Linked DNA regions of Zea mays: region 1 is linked to region 2. The links are chromatin contacts, called in public Hi-C maps. All regions are on one chromosome and are shown on one strand. The core of a region is the stretch at or near the end of the contact, and the rest is flanking DNA. Distances in the headings are between cores, read along the strand shown. Region 1 holds the start of LOC100285661 (acyl-coenzyme A oxidase 2). Region 2 holds the start of LOC103651012 (probable mannose-1-phosphate guanylyltransferase 3).

Region 1 (4,221 bases), core at 1,211-3,710, 260 kb after region 2:
TTGCATTTCTTAAGAAAAAGAAGAATAAGAAATCCTGGTAACATATTCAGAGAGATAGAGGGACCTGATCTGGATTATCTATCATGCTAACATATCGCCCATCTGGCAAAACATCAGCAACCAAATTAAGCAAGTTCTCACGAGGAACACGTATATTCTGAAACCTGGTATAGAAGTAAAAAGTAAGATATGATATACATTAAATGATGTATATAACACTGTTTTTAAGGCGTCGCCTAGGCATCCAGGCGGTGGTCCAACGCCTTGTCTCGCCTTACCGCTTTAAAAACCATGGTATATAATAATACAAAAAAATACAAGTACTCACCAAATCCGCCCATTATCAACGCCATTCAGTCCAATCTTATGGCCACAGTCAGCTATATGGATATTAGGCAACACAGTTCCATCTTCATCCCTAATTTGAGCTACAAAAGCATGAACTCCTTCATTTCTCCCATTTATATGAAGTTGACAAAAGACTATTGTATGTGTTGCATGCTGCAAAAGGGCATGGAAATCTTTAGCAAGTTGTGACTGAATGCAGAGTGCAGATGCACACATTTTCTTAATTCTTACATTGGCAGCTCCACCAATCCAGTACTTCTGAGCTGATTCACATGGAGTATTTATGATGAACTCTCTTGTTTCTGAATCATAAGTTGCTATTGTTTCTATTCCTCGCACCTTTTGTAACAAAGAAACAGCAACAGAACTTAATCAGCACAGTTAGTGAGATTATACCGTAAAAAGTATGCTTAGCCCAAATCTATGCACGTACATTGCTTCCATGGCCTAGTTCTGTCATTGCAAAACAACCCTTGATATCATAATTTTCCGTGGCAACCAACCACTTGTCATGGTGGCGCTTTGTTCCAAGAAACTTGATGGCACTGCCCCTGGAACACATAGAGAAATTTAATAAACTAAACATGAGAAGATTGCAAACAAAAGAACTCCATACAACACTGGTAAACTCTACACAACAAGTGGCTTACTGCTGTACTACAAGAACATTCTCACCAAAGGAAATAAACCTAACAAAAACATGCTGGCTTCTTTAAGAGTCAAGACCATTCCTGTAGTATCATTGCTAAGCATTCACTTTAAACAAAGTTAATATAAAGACCCAAATGATCATCTGGTCTTGAAAATCTCTGTAAAACTGTTATAACCTCAGACACAGACCTGTTTGTTTTGGACCCTAGAAAAGCTACCTGGCCCAGGCAACAATTCCATGCACCCAAAATTTACTTGTGTGCGGCTAGATGATAAATTCTAGTAGCAGAATGATACAGAAAGGCATCCTGGTGCTGACATAAACCGTGGCTTCCAGCTGGTCAACGCCAGCACCATCACTATTAATTATTCCCTCCATCCTAAAATACAAGGTACCGTAGAAATTTTAGGACAGATTATGCAGTAAAACAAATGACCAATAACCCTCCCTTAACTATAGAGAGATCTTGTGCTTACTATATTTTGAACCTAGTGGTACACACTAATGGCAGGTCCGCATGTGGTTGGTGCTTTGGGAGAGTTAATTCACCTAGAATACCTTATAACTTGAGACAAATTTTAAATGCTTCGGTATAGGGAGTACAAAGCAATAGGCTTCGTGTGCATTTTGTTTCTGTTTCATTGCGGTTTGTCTATCTCAAGGACCTGAAGATTTCCTGTAGCCCGTTGGGGGCGTGTCTACCGTTTAGGGAAAACACAAACCACCCAAAAGAATTAGCGCATCGAAAACACCGGATGGAACTTTTAAACCGCAGGCAGAAAGCATAAGCAATCAGTTATACGAAGGACCCAGAATAACGCTGGAAATAGCTAGCAGCAAAAATTACCAGAGGAAGAAGTGGACGCCAATCTTGATGGCGAGAGAGTGGTCATAGATGGCGATGCAGTCGAGGAGCGCTAGTTTGCGGAGCTCGGCGGCAGCGCCGTCCTCGGTGAGCCACCCGCGGAACACGCCGCGCCGATTCAGGTACGCGATCCGCCGCATGGTGGCCTCCCGCTGCCCTTCCTTGCCGTCGTTGAAGTCCGGCGCCACGAACACCCTGGATCCCGTCCGCGAACTCCGGCTGCGGAAAAGGGGGCTCTCCTCCATGGCGCGGAAGAGCCAGTCCCGCGTGGGCAGGTCGTGCCCGTCCAGCAGAAGCCTGAGGTCGGCCGGCGCAAACGCCGCCGGCCGCTCCGTGGACTCCGGCGGGACGTAGCTGAGGCAGCAGGAAGGTTCCAGGGGGCTGCTCGCCGGGATGGGGGCGGCGGCCGCGGCGAGGTGGCGCGCGATGGCGGCGGCGCGGCGCGCCGCGGGCGACGGCGAGGTGAGGTCCATCGCGGAAGGGTTGGGAGCTTGCGGTTCGGAACGGAACGGAGGAGACGGAGCAGTGCCGTGGAGGTCTGGGTGATCGACGGGATTGCTGGTGAGAGCGGGACAAGGAAGCAACAAAACAACCTTGAGGTAAACGATGCGGCGCGATGAGACGAGTTGTTGAGTGACGATGACGAAGACGAACGAGACAATCCAAGTCGGGTGTCAGAAGAAACCGAGAAATCGCGCCAATGATACAGAGTATATGCGCCGAGTCAGCGTGAGGTTGCATCTCGGCACACGTTTCTTTGAGGATAGGGGAGAACAGTTTTTTTTTATGGAAGAACGGTTTGACAAAGCTTGTCAGTTGAAGCCTTTGGTCGTTCATGGGTTTTCTCCACTCCTCTTGAGGTGATCACATGCTGGCCCTCTTTTTTTTTCCTTGACAAGTCAAGAAGCAACAAAAATTACAGCATATACCAAGATGCAAATCTTTTTTTAGAAGTTTAAAACATTTTTTTAGAACAAAACTGTCGGTTGCTAGCTTCATTCATATATAGTTCGATTTTCTAGTCTAAGAGCATCTTTAAGAGACTCTTTATTTTTTACTCTCTATTTGACTCTTTATTTGTCTCTCCAGTTACAATCGAAGTTCAACCGAAAGGGAAGTGCAATCCTAAGAACACAAGAATTTCACAGGAGTAGGATAGGAATTTTACAAGTTTTCGTTTAAAAACGCAGGAAAGACACAGGATTCAGGAAATAATCGTTCAATCCAAAGAAGCCCTAAGTTTGAAGAGAAAGCTCTCAAGTTCAGTGTGTTCAGATGCCGCCGTCATGTTTCCTGCGAGTATCCTGGTCCTCCTTCCATAACTAAAAGATATTCCTGCTGGAAACAGAGTAAACTTGAGTAGTTTTGTTTGCAGTTGCGCTACTTGTTCAGTTAGTTGAGAGTTGTTGGTGGGTCATGACCGATCATTTTCGTGGACGATTTTTATCCTTACAGCCAGGATCAATCATGGTGCTATTGTGCTACTAGATTCTCCGTATGGCAGAATGAAAGTAGGGTTGTAATTGAGATTTCAAGATATGTTGTTTACTTCCGCGTGAAAAAAAAAAACAGTTGGACTGTTGGATTTTGTGGACCTAAGCCAATAGAGAAAAAACAATTGATTCCTAAAAAATCTTAAAAGCTCATATATGGCGTGAGGCAGCTTTTTACATGATGAATATTTCTGCGTGTCATGGACCAGCTATTGTACTTTATTTACATGATACGTGAGCATACGGAGAAGGGCGATGAATTTCTGAGACACGATAAATAAACCCAATCACACCTTAAAAAAAATTAATTGACACATACTACGAACCGACTGCTAACAGCAATTTTTACATAAGGAAGAGTTGTCCACCAGTAAAGAAGTGCTAGAATTTTTTACACAAGGAAGAGCTGCCCAGCAGTCAAAATCCAGCCGATTTGCCTGTTACTACTATCCTCCTGAGATGCTGACGGCTACCTTCGCAGAGCTGCACTGCCCGGTGCTTGGGACCTTGAGTCCCATGTCGATCCGTTGTTAAACTGTCCACGAACGGGCTCGTACCTCGCTGCCGTCGCAGAAAGCCTGTTATTCTGATGGTTTGATGGGTATCCCTTTCGCCGCTGCTGATTCTGGTGCGGACCGTCGGTTTGGAACCCTGCATTATACACCTGTTGATTGTGGATCTCATATATTCCTCCAGGTGGCAACCCTGCTCTATAAGCATGGACTTGATTATGGCTTTGGTATGGCCCTGTTTGAAACCCAGTAGCGTATACCTGCTGATTATGATTCTGGTAGGGTTCAGCTGTCTGGGACCAAGTAGGATACACCTGTCGAGCAGTATGGTTCTGGTAAGGCGCGGTCTGA
Region 2 (4,217 bases), core at 598-3,097:
AAAGCCTCACGCCGTCCTCCACAACACACCCAGGTCCAATGGCGACATCAGGACCAATCAGACAACCTTCTCCAATCTTGGCGCTCTCATGCACCAGCACATTGCCAACAACATGTGCTCCAGTAGCTAGCTTGGCAGCTGATTTCTTCCTAATCGAGTCTAGATAAAGACGCAAGCCAGTAATGTAGTCCCTAGGCTGACCAACATCCATCCAAAAACCTGGAAGGACCATTGCATAGAGCTGTTGATCAGCTGCAATTTGAGGGAAGACCTCTTTCTCAATTGATGTTGGCCTCAGCTCAATGCGGTCAAGGACAGATGGGTTCAGTAAGTAAATCCCAGCATTGATCTTGTTACCCACAAATATTTTTGGCTTCTCAACAAACCTTTCCACCCTGCCAGTTGCCTCCTCCATAACCACAACACCGTATTTTGATGGTTCATCCACCTATATGAAAAGAAAATTCAGATCACATATGCGGGCTGATTCCACAAGAAAATGTCAAAAAGGATTTACCTTAGTGACCATAATTGTTGCCTCACCACCATGACACTTGTGAAATTTGATGAGTTCAGCAAATGGGTATTCGCTTATGACATCACTGTTGAGGACAAAGAATGGCTGGCCAGATCCATCCGCAAGCTTGTCCCTTGCTAGAGCAAGAGGGCCAGCGGTTCCTAAGGGCTCAGTCTCTTGGGAGCATGTAATTGTGATGCCAAGCTTATCCTCAAAGTCCTTCAAGAAATTAATCATTACCTGGAAGACATATAACACACCAATTAGATCATAGAAGCCAGACCCAATTGCGACAATAACTGCTCTGTTATTTCTACCTCTGGGCGGTAGTTGATAGCCAAAACCACCTCTGTGACCCCAACTTCTTTCAAAGCTTCGATCTGCACAGAATGAATAAGTTTGAATCTTTCCAGCGACCACCACACATGCAAAAAAAAATAAAAACACTTGATTGATGTTTAAATATGTACTTGGACACAAAGCAAAATTCCTAGTCCCTCTATCCTAAATTATAGGTCGTTTTGACTGTTCTAGATAAAAGTAATAGTGGGATGGCTAAATTATTTCTAAGCTAACTCCTGGCACATCAAAAGCTAATGATGATGGATGCTGGCATGACGCCAGCAGTGGGATTGGGTTAAAAAACACACCAAAGCGACTATAAATATGTAGCCATATCTAGAATGTTCATGCTGTATCAGCGTAATAACGAGTAAGAGTAACTTCACCTGGTGCAGAATCATGGGCTTGTTTGCAAAATCCACGAGGGGTTTCGGGAAGCTCAGAGTCAAAGGCCGAAGGCGGGTTCCGAAACCCCCGACAAGAATGAGGGCCTTCATTGTGAAGCACCTCCTTTCCTTCCTCCCTCGATCCCTATTGCCGCAAATCACAAGCCAGATAACATGATGCCGTCAAGCCCGCATCAGAACACAACAAAAGAATCGAAAAATGGGTAGTAAAACCGATCTGCAAGGGGCTTAACCGAACCCTTCGAATTAGTTCGGTACAAATAAAGCTCCCCCCGCGCGCCCCGAGTGCCGAACCCTATGGCGGCAACCGGAACCGATGGATTTTTGATCTCACGCGCCTAGGAAGGCTAAACAAAATCGGGACCAACTGAAACGGAGGAGGGAGAGGATCAAGGGGCCAGGGCTATAAGCGCTTGCGAATAGAAGAAGAGAAAGTACCAGGGGGGAAGCGGACGGCGGAAGTGAGACTTGGGGACGCCGGCCTCTCCTTGAGCGGTCCCACTCCACTACCCTTTCCGGCCACCGGCGAAGAGGGGCACCCACCAGAGAGACCAGACCGCTGCGCGAGGCTGCCGCTTCTGGCTTGGCTTGGCTTGGCGATTTCTCCTAGCTCCAGCGAGAAGGCCCGCTATATAGGGCCCACGGTTTCCCCCCGCCCTTTGCCCCTTTTGACCTTCACCCGGAGCCGGGGCGGACACGTCAGCGGTGTAGCGCTGGCATTACGTTCTCCGCTCGTCGCACTCGCCCGTCTACAACATACAACTCTCTGTCATTTTATTTTCTCTTGCGTGGTTTACTACCGAGACCTGGGCCGTCGAGGCGACATCGCCGGCTTCGCGCCATCGGGAATAGTACAGTACTAGCGTGTTTTCTGCGAGCTCGGACCGGAGGCGTCACCGCATCACACACGTTCCTTCTTCCTTCGTCGACGCAAAAGCAGGCGCTTGCTTCTTCCGGTCCAGTTTGCCATGGCCGCTATGCTTTCCCGAGCTCAAGGCACCGGAGTCGCCTGTCTGTGTGCATGTGCAAAAGCTAGAGTGAGGCCGAGCTGAAGTGCTGATGAAGCGCGGGCCTTTTCCGGGGTTTTTTTTCCTTCTATTTTTCTAACGGCGACGGCGCGACGAAGTACTACGAGTGCACCAATGGTTTCAGCATATTCTAACAGCTGATTCCTCGACGCCGCGGGCATGGACCACCTTCCCGTGCTTGGGGGCTCGCAGTTGCGCCATGCACGCACCTTGTGATGCGTCGCGAAACCCGGCAGATCTCGGGCCTTTTGAGGTCAACCGTGCTGCAGTGTCGGTGAATCCAAGGAACCGGCCGGGAGGCATCGACGGGCAATGAATGGATCTGCGACCGACTGATTTCGTGCCTGTGTTTCTGCTGAATTCTAAAGTATGAGTATATTACTTGCGTTGCGACGTAGCCCGAGCCCTGAACTCTGAACTACTGTTTAGCTGAATCCTGTAATTTCAGTTTTTATTTCTTCACTTTGAGCTCTGTCAGACCAACCTGAAGCCTAAATGTCTTGTTGATATGCAAAAAAAAAATATATGGCATGTCTTGTTGTACATGGAAGACAGGTATGGTTACCTTCTTATATGAAAGAAAAAATAGCAACGATGGGCCCTTTTCACACGTCTTGATGCACGGCTTCTGCACCTTTTTCTCGTTGCATGGACCGACAAACAGCTCTCTTTCAGTATTAATCTCTTAGGCCCAGTTTTGTTCCAACTAAAGTTTAGATCCTGTACAAAATTTTATGTTGTTTGGTTGTAGGGACTAAATACATTAAATGCAACACATAAAGATTAAAATATCTATCTTTTTTTTCTTGTTTCATGTGTATGACGTCAGTTTTCTAGGTAAGGACATTTGGACTAATTTTTGCCCTTACTAGAGACTAAAGTCAATTAGTCCCTATTTTAGTCCTTCCGTATAGCAAAATAGGGACTAAATGAGACTAAAAACTTGGGACTAAAGATTAATCCCTCTAACCAAACAAGTCCTTAGTTGTCAGTGCATTATTACAACTGCACAATATGCCTAGAGCATATAGGAGAAATATAAACGTGAAGGAAAATTACAAGATTACCGGCACCATTCACCTTAGATTAGGACATCAAATAGTAGTAGAAGTAACAATGCCAAACACTAAACCTTCATCATTGATTCACTCAAATCCGCAGACAAATTGTCTATCACTTGAGTGACAAGCAGTACGACCAGATGAAATCTGGAATGAATAAGAAAACCTTGAATGGTTTATCTATCAAGCTCCTAGAAGTTCGGCATAGGATGTATACAGTTTATCTCTAAAAAAACCAAAAGAGGTCAGTTCTCCCATCTATTCTCTATTGTACCAAAGTGATTTGAAATGAAATCTTTTCAAATTCAACTTTTTGTGGGCGGACAGTTGCTTAGATATATATAGGCAGAAGCATAATGCAATAGTCAATTCAATCCACACATATACATATATTGTAATTCGCTTCCTTCCATCATGGACAAAAGGCATTCCATCTCTCTAGTTCCCGAGATTAAGCACCATTTTCGTTGGATCTCAAACACACACAAAAACTTGTAAACAGCAGTAAAACGAATACAGAAATGAGCATGGATAAGGTTTTTGAAGATAAAGCCATGTATGCACCAATATTCTAACCAGCACATTAAGAATATGCTCCCTCAAAAAGCAAATAGTACTGACGGTAGTAGTAGAAACATGATATGTGTTGCTCACTCGTTGCTCTTCGCAGTCTGAATGGATGATGTCATTTTTTTTTTCACTTTTTGCCTTTGCCCTGAATGGCTGCAAAGTCTAAAAACTGAAATAGAATCCCGCACTGCACATCTTATTAAGGCAGAATACATTGTATTATTAGAAATGCAAAATATAGTTTTTTTAGAAAAAGGAATATTATTAATATTCCAGATTCTGTATCGATTGA

What was found. A called contact is a pair of places that touch in the nucleus more often than the background predicts.
Region 1: a contact with region 2 is called in a Hi-C map of leaf, with 5 times the contacts expected there. The contact joins the promoter of LOC100285661 here to the promoter of LOC103651012 in region 2. A contact is called at or near these places in 2 of 25 Hi-C or Micro-C datasets (ear and leaf).

What each region holds. Positions count from the first base shown.
Region 1 is chr3:185,043,636-185,047,856 of Zm-B73-REFERENCE-NAM-5.0, forward strand. LOC100285661 (acyl-coenzyme A oxidase 2) reads right to left here and starts at 2,461. Exons shown (of 13, transcript NM_001158552.1): 1 at 1,848-2,461; 2 at 782-899; 3 at 580-687; 4 at 329-501; 5 at 65-164. The coding sequence starts at 2,338. LOC100383526 (Protein HESO1) reads right to left here. Exons shown (of 9, transcript NM_001176174.1): 9 at 3,690-4,221. The coding sequence ends at 3,828. It overlaps LOC103651016 (a long non-coding RNA gene), which reads left to right and starts at 2,627. Exons shown (of 2, transcript XR_564529.3): 1 at 2,627-2,725; 2 at 2,955-3,402.
Region 2 is chr3:184,787,565-184,791,781 of Zm-B73-REFERENCE-NAM-5.0, forward strand. It overlaps LOC103651012 (probable mannose-1-phosphate guanylyltransferase 3), which reads right to left and starts at 1,848. Exons shown (of 5, transcript NM_001319759.1): 1 at 1,705-1,848; 2 at 1,246-1,390; 3 at 835-897; 4 at 518-757; 5 at 1-448. The coding sequence starts at 1,356.